Linked DNA regions of Mus musculus: region 1 is linked to region 2. A link is a contact called in public Hi-C data. All regions are on one chromosome and are shown on one strand. The core of a region is the stretch at or near the end of the contact, and the rest is flanking DNA. Distances in the headings are between cores, read along the strand shown.

Evidence for each region. Hi-C and Micro-C count contacts between places; a contact is called where the count stands out from the background.
Region 1: a contact with region 2 is called in a Hi-C map of liver, with 2.8 times the contacts expected there. The contact joins two enhancer-like sites. A contact is called at or near these places in 14 of 484 Hi-C or Micro-C datasets (the 63-12 cell line, the N1E-115 cell line, cerebellar granule neurons and 8 more), 4 of 115 datasets of contacts at active chromatin or transcription factors (SST interneurons, embryonic stem cells, heart atrium and 1 more) and 1 of 9 other capture datasets (embryonic stem cells).

Annotation. Positions count from the first base shown.
Region 1 is chr3:85,549,559-85,556,038 of GRCm38.p6, forward strand. It overlaps Gm3740. Among named protein-coding and RNA genes, the nearest start is that of Gatb, 21 kb to the right of the region's middle. Within about 2 kb of position 1,918, at least 22 of the 459 cell types and tissues checked have an H3K27ac peak or open chromatin away from gene starts, as enhancers often do. A contact at or near this core is called in the N1E-115 cell line, heart atrium and liver, where this site is marked.
Region 2 is chr3:85,190,157-85,196,601 of GRCm38.p6, forward strand. No RefSeq gene overlaps it. Among named protein-coding and RNA genes, the nearest start is that of Gm31096, 71 kb to the left of the region's middle. Within about 2 kb of position 5,010, at least 120 of the 459 cell types and tissues checked have an H3K27ac peak or open chromatin away from gene starts, as enhancers often do. A contact at or near this core is called in the N1E-115 cell line, heart atrium and liver, where this site is marked.

The DNA of each region.
Region 1 (6,480 bases), core at 668-3,167, 360 kb after region 2:
AACTAAGATGGTCACATTTTTTTTAAAGTGGTAACTTTCAGGAACTACAAATACGCTGTAAGAGGGGCCTCAACAGGGCATTCACACAGCGCAGGGAAGGCTCCTTGCCTAGACAGTGGCATGCTCTTTTCTCTGTGGAGTGGTTCAGAAGTGGTTGGAGGCAATAGCTGCTCAGAAGTGGCAAGCTTTGCCAAAACAAAGCTGAGCCCTAGAAAAAAAAAATATCCCATGCATACTGTAGTCAAACTCTTTGCTTAGAAGGCCCTAGAAGGAGATGGGCATGTGGTAGACAAAGATGAAACTCAATCTCAAAGTGCAGGAGAGGAAGTTTTCCAGTTGCATAGCTGTCTAAGATGAAGAATCAGTGTCAAGGCTTGAAAACAGGGTACAGTGTTCTCTAAGTGTGTGCAGGTTGCTTTTAGGGCATTAAAAAAAGAAGGCTTGGGAAATGAGCTGTGGGGGAGCAATGAGAATTCACAGAGTGGCGATGTGGTGCAGCTCCTGGTGTCCTGCACAAACAGGGGCCTGGAAACTCTCGGTCTGCTTTCTAAGGAGACCGTATCATCTTTATTATTATTGCTTTCACCGCGATGACACTGTCCACTGAGCTGATTTTTCAAGAAGGGCTTTCTTAGTTGACATGGATTCATATCTTTTTCTACTAAGTTCCAAAACCAAATGCAGACCCCGGATGAATATTTAGAATTCTAAAGGATTTTTTCTAGGTAAAAATCTAAGGCTGCCATCTCTTAAAACAAATGAGTTCGGTTGCACAAATACATTCATGTCAAAGTACTTCAAAAAGCAATATGCATCAAGCCCCATAGATCATGTCTGAGTTTTGCTTCCAGTCTTAGACAGCACTGTAAGCCACAGAAAGAGAAGGGGGGGGAGGGATTGAGCAATTGTTCTTCATTGTTGAACAATATTTTTTTAGCCTTAGTCCCAGTTTAATTGAAATTATTTACCCAGGTAAACACATTTGCTACATGAAGAAATGTTACCTGATACAGGTCCAAGGGACACAATGAGACCACGGAGCGGTATCTTTGGCAAGTGTTGTGGAAAAAGTAATTAACTCGGGTTTCCAGGGAGTGGTGATCTAGCTCTGGCTTTCATATTATTGGAGTGTGCAAAGCTGGCTGGTGGGTCAAGGGTTTCCAGATCCTCTCTGCCCCTGCTTTCCTTATATTTACATTTTCAGCTTTAGCGAGGGGGATTTTGTGCAGAAAAAGCTATTTTAGTTGCCATGACCTAAAATCCCAGCACTAGCAAGTGATTCTCTCCTCTTCTGGGGAGGGCTAGCTCTGCAGATTCAGAAATGAATGACCAGGGGCAGAAAGTGGGAAGGCTATGTGTAATTAGGGACCCAAAGTCCAAATGGCTGGTTTTGATCAACATGCACCCTTTGCCTAACGCTAATCCATTTGTTCATTTATTGGAGTTTAAAACTGAGCCCTATGCCCTCCAGCCTCGGCAAGCAAAGACATAATTTAAAGTACCAAGACACAAATGTGCTATTTATTCCCATGTAAAAGAGTCATTCTTACAGTGACTTACATTTTTTTCCCCTTCAGGAAGCTAGATCTTTTCAAGTTGTTTACCATGTTGTCAATGATTACCATCATTAATAATGATAATGACAATCACCGGGCCCCAGCCATGTGCTGGGGAATAAATAGACCACTGAACTAGGCTTCAGCCCAGCCTAGAGATACAGTGGTAGTTTTGTTTCACCGCAGAGTTCACAAAGTGGGATGGCAAATATGAAGAAGGTCTGGACCCAATATCTTCCCTCAGCTTTTTTTTTTCATTTCATTTCAAAGCTCCCTTTTTGCAATTCCTTGTGCATACAGAGGTTGTGGACCACAGTCAGCCTCTATGTATGACCTGGCACTGGCTCCACAGCCCTTGCAGTTCTCCAGGCTGGCACTAATTGCCAGATGCCCCCAGCTGAGCAGGACTGGATGTCAGGGCCACTGGATGCACTATTAATGGAATCTGTTATCAAGTCACAAGACAAGATGCCAGTCTGGCACCATTCTGCAAACTGGAAGTGCATGGGGTCGGGGGTGGGAGAACACAGACTCCCTGTCTGACGATGAATAGCTAAGCTGTGAAACCAATCCACTGAGAATCTACTAGGAATTAGCCTGTCACAAATGGCTCTGCTGTGGGTGAGGGAGGAGCATGTGATTGTGGGTCTGTTTGTCTGTCTGTCTGCATGTATGTGCTTTAATTGGTGTTGTAAATGCATGTAGAAAAGCATACCAAATATAAATGATAGCTGAGATTCTTGGCTGGTGTCTTGCTTGGATTAATGTGTCCTGATAGCATTAGGGATATAAATATAAGTGAAGTATTAAGAGCAAGAGTAGAAATTGAATAATAACTCTTTTCTGAAGAGTAATTGCGTTGGAATAATTTGCCCTCACCATTTCCATGGGTGCCTAGAATAAATATGTAATTTGTTTTGATCATTTCACTTGACAAAATTAGACTTAGTACAAGTTTGAAGGGGCGCCCTCCCCCAGTCCCCAGTGTCTGTGCTTCCCTCTCTTGGATTCTGAACCTTGGTTTTACAGATGAGGAAGATGGTTATATAATGTGTTACCCACGGGCTCATGTGCTGAATGCGTGGCTTATACCCGATGACATTATTTTAGAGAGATGATGTAAACTTAAGGAGGTAGGCCCTACCTGGAAGACGCAGGTCACTAGGCAGGGGCATTACTTTGAAAGTCCCTGATCCCATCCACTCTCTCTTACTTCTTATCTCTCATGATATAAATATAACACCCCACACTCTACACTCCAAGCATTTCTGCTTTGCTGTGCCCTTCCCATCATAGAGGACTGGGGCACTTTACACCAAGGTAAAGCCTTCCTCCTTTGAGCCAGGCATTTGATCATATTGGTGAGAAAGTTATTATCATACCTTCATTATTTCTGCTCCTACTTTAGCTCATATGTCTACAGAACAAGGCTCATAAACAAAGCTAAGCAGAGAAGCAAAGGGCATTTGCTATTTGCCCCTTTTCAGCCCCACATGGTACAATCACAGAGAACTAGAAGTTATCACCACCATGGAAATTCCTAAAATGTTTTTCCAAGCATACTCACGGAGACCTTTTACCAAGGAGAAATGAGAGCACAAATGCTCCTAGCCCTCTACTCTACTCACATGGCTTCTGCCAGTCAGCTCAGCTCTCAACACTCCTCTCCATCCCAGGCTATCAGTAGAAATACAGAAATCACAGGCATACACAAAAACCTAATATATGGATGCAGAACACATTCACGTGTACTAAATACCAGTCTCTGCCTTTGGATAACACACATGATGCTGAAATCCAAACACAACCTTCCATTATCTCCATGGGAGTTTCTACATGCATCAAGGGGCACATTTGGTTTAGATCAATTAAGTTTGTTTTTCTTTTATTACTTAGGCACATAAAGCAGTCAAAATACATTTATTATATATTCTTTTTAAAAAAATAATTTCCCTGCATATACATATGTTTTACAAATACAACAGGCTTTCCACTGTCAGGACTCAGGCAGTGGCAGCTTTCATTTTTCTCCTTACAGGGAAAGATGGGCTCATACAGGTCATTTCTGGAAGAGGCACTTTCTTACTTAGTGTAGAAAGTGAAAGAAAAGAAAGGGAATAGAAGAATGGAGATTTTTTTTTAACTTCAAACAATCTGAGATTCGTATCTTTAAACTTACAGTCACAGGGCAGAGACTGGCTGGGATACTCCTGTAAACCCATCGGTTAGAGAGGCCACGTCTTGTCACCTCCAGACAATGGCAGGACACACTAATGCAGTTAAGCCATGCTGCTGCTCGAGCGTTGGGGGAGGACTGGGTCATTTCAGGTCAGTCTGGATCCCTCCTTTCCTCTGTAGGGACCTTCTGCACAGAGATGAAACTCGGGGACACAGGACACACTGCTTTGTCCTTACAGGGAAGTGCCACAGACATTTGCCTCAGTAGGCTCCTGAGGGTTTATCACACTTGCTCTCTGGGATCTCCTTATTCAGCTTCTTATTGGAAGCTGTCTGTTGTCTCATTCCTAAACAGGGAGCCCCGTGGGATCACAGGGCACGTCTGTCTCAAGCTCTCCTACAACTCCACAGTGATGCTTATGACTCAGCAAATACGCGTTGAATGGATGAGTGTGTTCATCTATCCAATCCACATATAGCCAGTGGTGAAAATTAGTCCACACCTTTGAGAAGTTCTCAGAAGAGAAATAAACACTAAGCCATCGCAGGGAGAGTGTGGGAGGGAAGAAACCATGCTGAATTAGATAGTACATTTGTATTACATGATGTGTGATACCATATGAAGACAGGCACATTCGCTGTTCTGCTCCCTCCCACGCTGATTAGTAGGTTATTCTTTCAAAAATTAGTCACAGAGTGTGTGGGCACTGCTGCCCTCTCAGTCTCTGGGAACCATGCTAGGATCTAAAGCTGCCAGTCCTGAGGTACAGCAGCTGCGTGCTGATCCTAAGATGGGGTAGAGTTCGGGCTGCTGAGACGCTTAGCAGGTGCCTCTAGATAACTCTGGGTATTGGGTGGGAGTAGGTACCTGGTTTGAAGACAGGGTGACTTCAAAGTTCAATATCTGTTGTACATACTCATTTTTACAGCTAGTGGTAAGGTGATGGTTTCTGAGTCTGTGGTGGTTTGAATGAGAATGCCCTCCCATAGGCTTTTCTCTCCTCCCACCCCCACTGCCAGGTTAGGATGTACACTCACAGCTATTTCTCCAACACATGCCTCTCTGCCTGCCATCACATTCACCATGATGATGAGGGTTTACCTCTCTGAACCTGTAAGCAAGTTCCCAATTAAGTGTATTCTTTTATGAGTTGCCTCGTTCATGCTTTCTCTTCACAGAAATAGAACATTAAGACAGAAGTTAGTACCCAGGACCACCAGCAGAGGGATGGCACCACTCACAATGGGCTGGGCTGGGCACTCCACCATCACTAAGACAATGCTCTAAAGGTTGCCTACAGCCCAATCTTATAGATGCATTTTCTTAGCTTAGGTTCCTCCCTCTCTGATGACTTTTACTTGTGATAGGTTGACATAAAACTAGCTACCAAAGCACAGAATGTCTTCAAATGCCCCGTTACTCCTGGCTTAAAGATCTATTGTTAGCAGCATATAGGTGATTCCATTGGCCTGACCTCAGGAACCTAGCTTAAGCACCATGACCTGAGGCCACTGCCAGGTGTGACAGGTGTGTGCTGCCACTCTATCTCTCTGTGTGTCCTTGGTGTTCCCTCTCTTGTTCTTAGGGTGTGCCCCTCTCTCTGTCCCCTTTCTCTGTCCTCATGGCTCTGTTCCCGTCTATCTGCCTGTCTATATTCTCACTTGCCTGCCTCTATCCCTTCCCCAGGTCCTCTCCCCTCCCCCTCCTCCTATAGACCTCTTTTACACCAGGTCTGTTGCTCAGGGGCACATCTCAGCATGGGCCACCAAAGGTTCCCCCTTCATAACACCTATGGTCTTGGGACTGGAGGTCTTTTAGCTAATGAGCCACCTGTTATCAGGAAAGATAATCTGTGTTGTTATTATGCACAAACCTATTGAATACATGCTATGGTTTCATTATCTGTGTTCCCTTACCCTAAATAAAATGAAGTCTAATCTCTGCTAAGAGATTATGAGCAGTTAGGAGAGATTACTAGAGGTCATGAGAATTCTGATCACTTAAAGGTGGTCATTCCCTGTATTAAAGAGGCCTGGGGAACTCACCTGCCTTTCTATATTTTGAGAAGTCATAGAAGGCACCATTGGTGAGAAACTGCCCCTCTCCAGTCACTAGATCTACTGGTACCATAGTCCTGGACTTCCAAGGTTCTAGAGCTATGAATAATAGTTATCTTGTTTATAAACTACCTAGTCTAAGATACTTTGTTATAGACGTCCAAACAGACACAGAGGACAAAGATTAGATTGCAGCTTTATTTGTACCCCAAATGAAAACTTGATGCATGATTGGAATAGCTGCCTTGTTGTCTTATAGCTAATAACAATAAACTGATGTTTATTGAGCAGTGCTGATGCACCAGGGCTCAATTCTACACATTTCTCTATTGGGTGACATATTTAGAATTCATAACTGTCCTCTAAGGTGGCTACTGTTACTATAGCATCTTACAGAAGAGACAAGCCCAGAGGGTTTGAGTGATTTGCTTTTGAATCACATGGCTCATAAATGATAGCATGAGGTAGAACCTAGACAGGCAGCTCTGGAGACACAAGCCCTAACCACTCATCATTACTACCATCTGTTGAATGCTGACTGTGCGACAAAACTTATTTTTATCCCTGTAAGTATCTTTTATTTTTAGACTTGTGGAGTGTGTGTGTGTGTTCATCTGTGTGCAGGTGGAGTGAAAGGTCAGCATTGTGTCTTCCTCAATTATTCACCTTTTTTTTTTTTTTTTTTTTT
Region 2 (6,445 bases), core at 3,760-6,259:
TTCCCATGCTGACCAGGGTCTGGGGCCAGCTCCGTGCCTTACCATCCCAGGCTGACTCTCCAGACTCTCTGCCTGCCTCTCCCCCAGGCCCCTCATGCGGGAATTTATCTTTTACTTAAGTCAAACTGCATGCTGGAGCTTGGAACCTCTTAAATATAGAGAAGCTAAATGATAGGACCTGAGGAATGGGTGCAACCAGATCCAGGAAACAAACAGGGCATACTCTTGACTCAATGCCTCTCTTGTGATGGGGGAGGCAGAGAGTAAAGACATCAGTGCATACACCAGACACACACACACACACACACACACACACACACACACACACACACACGTACACATCAGAGGGTAGCAGAGGATACCGAGAGAAGAGATCTAATGGGAATACAGGGTCAAAGGGAAGATCACCCTGAGAAGGCAGCAGTGGGGAGAGCCTGGAGTGTTGAAGCTTGGAGGAGTCTTCCAGGCTGATGGAATCCCTAAGTTGAAAGATCCAGAGGCAAACTAAGAGTAAAGGTACTTCTCTTGGCCTTCTGGTTTCCAGGACTCTGCCCAAGCTTTGGTTACTGCATGCCTGCACCGTGGGTGTGAGGCTTGTCATCTGCAGTTGGAGGCAGGATGGGAACAACCTCATAGGGAGTGGGGTTAGCATTGGGGCCCTAGAGGACAGAGTGGGTCACCCTAGCCATCTCTTGACACCCAATATGAGCTGCATGCATATGTCAAGAGGATTAGGTTATTTAGCACCACAGGGGCAGAGGGAGAGCTGGAAGTTAGCTGTCACTAATGTGACCGTTCTTATCAATCAATAATCAATTGAAAGTCTATACCCTACGGCCTCTTGGATTTTGCCTATCATTTCCTTGTATTGAATTTATGAACCCCTAGGCAGATACTCATGTTACATTTCTGCCAAGGTATGAATGCAGGCCGGCTGCTCTTCACCATTTGGTTCTGTTGTTGGTTCTGTGGTGGGATTCTTGAACTTTTGGCTAGTTTCCTTGGCCCATGAGGGAGAAGTTGGTCTCTGGCATTTGTTCACTTCCTGCACTTACTCACTGTTCCTGGTCATTAGGGCTAGGGCTAGGGACTCCGCTTGGAATGAAACTACTCGGGCCCTGGTTCTAGGCTCCTCCTCTCTGATCCCTTCATTGCTATCCTTTTTCTTTCTTGTCTTCTTCCTCCCTTTCCTCCTCTTCTTTCTCTCACATTGGTACCCCAACTTTTCTGTCCCTCTCTCTCCTGCCATGTACCTCACTTGATTGGTTGGAACCATCTCCCAAGGAAACGGCGCATAGAGGAGCCTTGACTGACCTTCCGTGTTGCTCACCTCACACTTGGCCTTGGGTAAAGAAGGTCAGGTGAAAACAAACTCCCTACCCTAGAGGCCTTGACCTCGCTTGCCTTTGTCAGATGACCCTCAAGTAAACTGACTCTGAAACTCCTTCTCTCTAGACAACAGATCAGTTCTCACAGCTTGGGAGGTGTGATTCCCACACCTGGTGTCCCCGGCCAGCATGGAGCAGCTATTTCTGCTTTCCCAGTCTCCTCCAGTGCCAATGGCCATGTTTTCTCTTTGGAATGACTTGTACAGCCTTCCCAGGTTGGCTCTTCCAGAGTTGTTTGCAATCATTTAAGTTGGCACAATATAATTTCAGAGGGCTTTTTGGGGCTGTGGATGAAAAACTTAAAATGTAGATTCCCTTGACCCAATAATGCCAACCCTGGGAAATGTTTTTAGAAAATAATCAGAGACACAGCCAAAAGTTTGTATAAGAATATTTATTTCAGTGCTAGTTATAATGGTAAAGGACATAAAGAAACAATCCATAGGCACTTGGTTAAATAATTTATGGCAACACTAGGCAGCCATCTCTCCCTCTCTCTCTCCCTCTGTGTGTGTGTGTGTGTGTTTGCACTTAGAGCATGCTTGATATGTGTGGCTCGGCTTTCTGTGACTGCAACATGGACTCAAAAAAAGTCAATCTCTAACATTCCTTTGGTTCGTGGCTTGAGAGGTTTTGAGTCATGACTGTTGCTTTGCCTGTGGATGGCACATCACAGCCAGAGCCAGTGATAGAGTAAAACCATTCACCTCATGCTTAGGATGTGGAAAGAGGGGAGATGAGGGGGCTGGGGTCCCACAATCCTCGTCAAGGCTGAGTGAGAGTGGCTGTTGCAGTTTCCAAATCGATCTGGCAGCATCACGGAGGTCCTCGCTACCTGCCCCAACGTTCTGGGTTCTCAAATGAAGTGTGTGTGTGTGCGTGCGCGAGTGTGCGCATATTCCTTAAACAGCTCAGTGGTTGGGCCACTTCCAAAACTCCATGTAGCTAACACTCTCCCCTCCAATATTTCTGAGTTATTACTTACTCACTAAAACCTATATTTCATCTTGGCTGCGCTGGACCCAGCCCTCTTGGACCGAGTGCACCTACATGACAGTTATGTTCTCTGTTTGGCACCTCTCAGGTGTGGCCTCCTCTCCTTTCCTGGCATGATGACTGTCTCTTCCTGTTCCTCCTCAGCCCCTTGTCCAGGAATCCTAAAGTCCTGCCTCTGGCTCCCTCTCCAGTCATTGGCCACCGGCAACTTTATTTACCAGTCAAAACCAACTGGGGAAAGGGTCCCTCAAAATCTGATGTGTGGACAGGGGGGATTCTCGTGCAATTCGGGGGCCAAAATTAACATAATATAAGCAGCATTAGACCAAATCTACAACAGCAACAGTATAAGGAGTTCTTCTCAGAGACCTCCTGTGCTAGCTTGGCTTGTGTCAGTTTGACACGAGCTATAGTCATCTAAAAGGAGGGACCCCCAACTGAGAAAATGCCTTCACAAGGTTGGCCTTTAGCAAGCCTTTGGAGCATTTTCCTGAATATTGATTGACGTGGGAAGGCTCAGCTCACTGTGGAAGGTACCAAACCTGGGCAGGTTGCCCTGGGTGGTATAAGAAAACATTCTGAGAAAGCCATGAAGAGCAAGTTGTTAAGCAGTGTTCTTCCATAGCTTCGGCTTCCCTTCCTGCCTCCAGCTTCCTGCCCTGGTTTCCCTATGTGGTAGAGTACAACAAAAAGCTGAAATAACCTCTTTCCTCGCCGAGTTGCTTTTGGTCATGGTGTTTTATCATGGCAACAGAAAACCTAAGCTACCTTCACTCGGGTAAGGACTGAATTAATGGCTTCACCGAAGAAAAGAATTTCAAGATGGATGGATATGAAGCAAATTAGCAGATATTAGAGAGATTTTAATGCATATCTGAGCTTGAGGGAAGGGAAGTATTTAGGGAAAGGATAGGCCACACCCACGAGAGGGCTGTGCTTAGGTAGTTATCTTTATATAAATAGCCATTTATATAAGTTTGGGGGTTCTGAAATTGTGAGGCAGGCAAGTATAGGAGATGTTTAGGGATGTGGAACTCTGTTGGTTTTAGCTGTGTACACCGCTCTCCCCTTCTTGTAATAAAGCACCCGACAGTCTAGTTCCTTTCCCTGCACATATTATACCCATACACCCTTCCCAATAAGGCATCTAGCAAGCTCAGAACCTCTTTAACCCTTATATGCATTGGACTACATATACCTCTCTCTGAACAGTCCCCTAAGTTCCTCTAAAATGATCGAATTAGATGGTTTCTATTCAAGAGTACCCACAATGTATCCTAAATGTTAAAGAATTAAAGGGCATGTCCAGCCTATTTAAGTGAATTTCTAGGGCAGAACCTCTACTTTTACCACATTATGCCTATGCATGTATAGTTAGGCATACATGTGGTTAAAATGAGATACATTATGGGGAGGGACATTCACAGATAAATGAATATATAAATTAATCTATCAATCAAAATAGAGGACTCTCTGACCACAGCTTCTCCTGCCTTAGATTCCATAAAAAGCCTGGGGTTCTGGGTACCTTCATTCATGTGGCCTGCTGTCAATCTTGACAGTGTGTCCCTCAAATAAAGTTCTCTTGCTCCTTTTGTAAATCTGTGTAGCCCTTATTTTCAGTTTTCTGGGAAAGAGGCTGAGAACTTGGAAACACCCAACCCCATCCTGACCTCAGACCACCAGTGACAGAGATGGTCTGCTATGGAATTTAAATGAGATCTTAGGCTGGCTCCTGAGTGCACTGGGGTTACAGCTGATAAGGTGCCACCCGAGGACGGCTCCAGGAAGTGAAGACGTTTCATTCATAATCAAACGTCAATAATCTAGTTTGTGAGATTCTCGGGAGATGTATGGGAAGGATGCAGGGCAAACTCAAGGTCATATATACTAAGGCCCTATGCACAGTTCATTGCTATTTTAACATTCTTACTTTAAAATATCTCTCTACGAAAGGAATATGGTCTCTATGCCAGTACGCTTACAACAGATGCTAGTTGTGCCGAAATGCTTGACTCCCAGAGAGTCTTTGATTAGATTCCCAGAGTAAGGGGCTCCCTCCCTTTCACATGTTCCCATAATCATCCCCTTTTCTCCCCTGCCTCACATAGGTCAATGACTAGATCCTGATGGGCCCCACCTCTAAAGGTTTCTACCATCTCCCAATAGTGCCAAGTTGGGACAAAACTTTCAACTCATAGGTCCTTGGGACGCAATCTAAATCTCTCTTTTGCCATTTTAGATCATTCCCCACTCTCCAGAACTCAACCCTCTGACCTCCATTTTTAGTTTTTCCAATGAGGGGCCCAGCAAGGAGGCAAAAAAGTTAGGCTCCTCATTCCCGGCTGCTTTTCCACTCATGGCTGTGGATTCTACCAGGACTCGCTGTTGCAGAATATTTGATCACACTGGGAACTCTGAGAGTATGCTGTTTACTGGAAAAACCTGTTTTTAGTTGTGCTGTGTCACATGCCTTTAATCCAAGAGCTTTTTGTTTATTGTAAACATGATTAAATAACACCAGCCATAGGTCAGAGCAAGCAACCAGCTGACAGGGAGTAAACACAGGAAAAGAACCACAGAGTGTGAGAGGAAGTCAGGAGGGCGGATAGAGAGGCACACAGGAAGTAGAAGGGAGGGCCATTCAGTTTGAAGGGTTTTGGAGACAATGTGAAGAAGGAGAGCTTGCTCTGCCGTTGGGAGGTCGGCTGAGGAAGAAGGTCAGCTGGGTGCTTTCTCTGCCTCTCCGAGCTAGCAGGCTTTCACACCAGCATCTGGTAAATTGAACAGTTGAGATTTTGTTAACAACCTTTCCTCACTCCTGAGCCCCACAGGGCTCCAGGAACTGCTCTCCTTCTCCACCCTCGGGGTTAGCCACGGGAAGCTTCCCAGGGTTCCTTTCGGCAGTTCTCCGTCCCTCAGCTGTGCCTCAGGAGACCAACAGAAAACAAAATGTAGTTTCTGCTAGGACTCTACATGATGCAATGCAGGAAAAAAAAGTTTACAATATAAGGTGAAGTGACAGAATCAGGCTAGAACAATCTCAGCCTGCATACAAATAAATATATTTAGAAAAAAGAAAACATTTGTGCACAGAGAGAGGAAAGACTAGAAAGAAACATGGGAGGATCTGTCACAGTGTCTGGGCTACAAGGTTACAGGTGATTTTTCTCGTCTCTATACAACTCTATATTGTACACTTTGTGTATTTGTTTATTTTGAGACGTGATCTTGCTATGTAGCCCAGGCTGGCCTAGAACTTGTCAATCTTCTTCTACTTAGATTCTAGTCTATTGTGCACATTCTTAGAAGTAACCATGTATCACCTTTAAAGTGGAATATATATATATATATATATATATATATATATATATATATATATTTAAACAAAACTGAAAGTGAAATTGGTTTTTTTGTAAATAATAGATCATAGATTTTTTTTAGTGAATATATGATAATATATCATAGTATATAGGATATTGTAGTATAGAAAGAAATATAAGTATTTTTTGCTGAGCCTTAACTATTATCATTTACATCTCACCCATTACTGGGACTGCTCCTTAAGCCTGCCCAGTGCCTAATATAACTTCTGTGGGGCAGCCTTTTCAGAGGCTTCACTTCTTTCAGCTCTGGCTTTGGCCTGGTGCTCAGCTGTGCCTGGTGGTCAGGGAGGGGAGAAGGGAGAAGGGGCCTCAGTGCAGCCGATAGGTCAGTCTGAGCAAGCCAGTAGTGTGTTGACAACTCTCTGGAGTATATCCTTGGCTATCACTTTATGCTAGTTGGTGGATATACTAAGTGATCTTAGGTCTCTATTAGCAAATATCATGTCACTGTGCTTGGAATCAGAAACCTGCTACAAATACCGAACAGCAGTTAACTTATTAAAATTAACATTCAGACTTATTAATAATTATTCATCTGTTTATTAATTTATATATGTATATGTATTTATGTATGTATGTATTTATACAGGGTCTCAGTGTATAGCTTTGGCTAACCTGGAACTTGCTATGAGAACCAGGCTAGTCTCAAACTCAGAGGAATCCACCTGCTTCTGT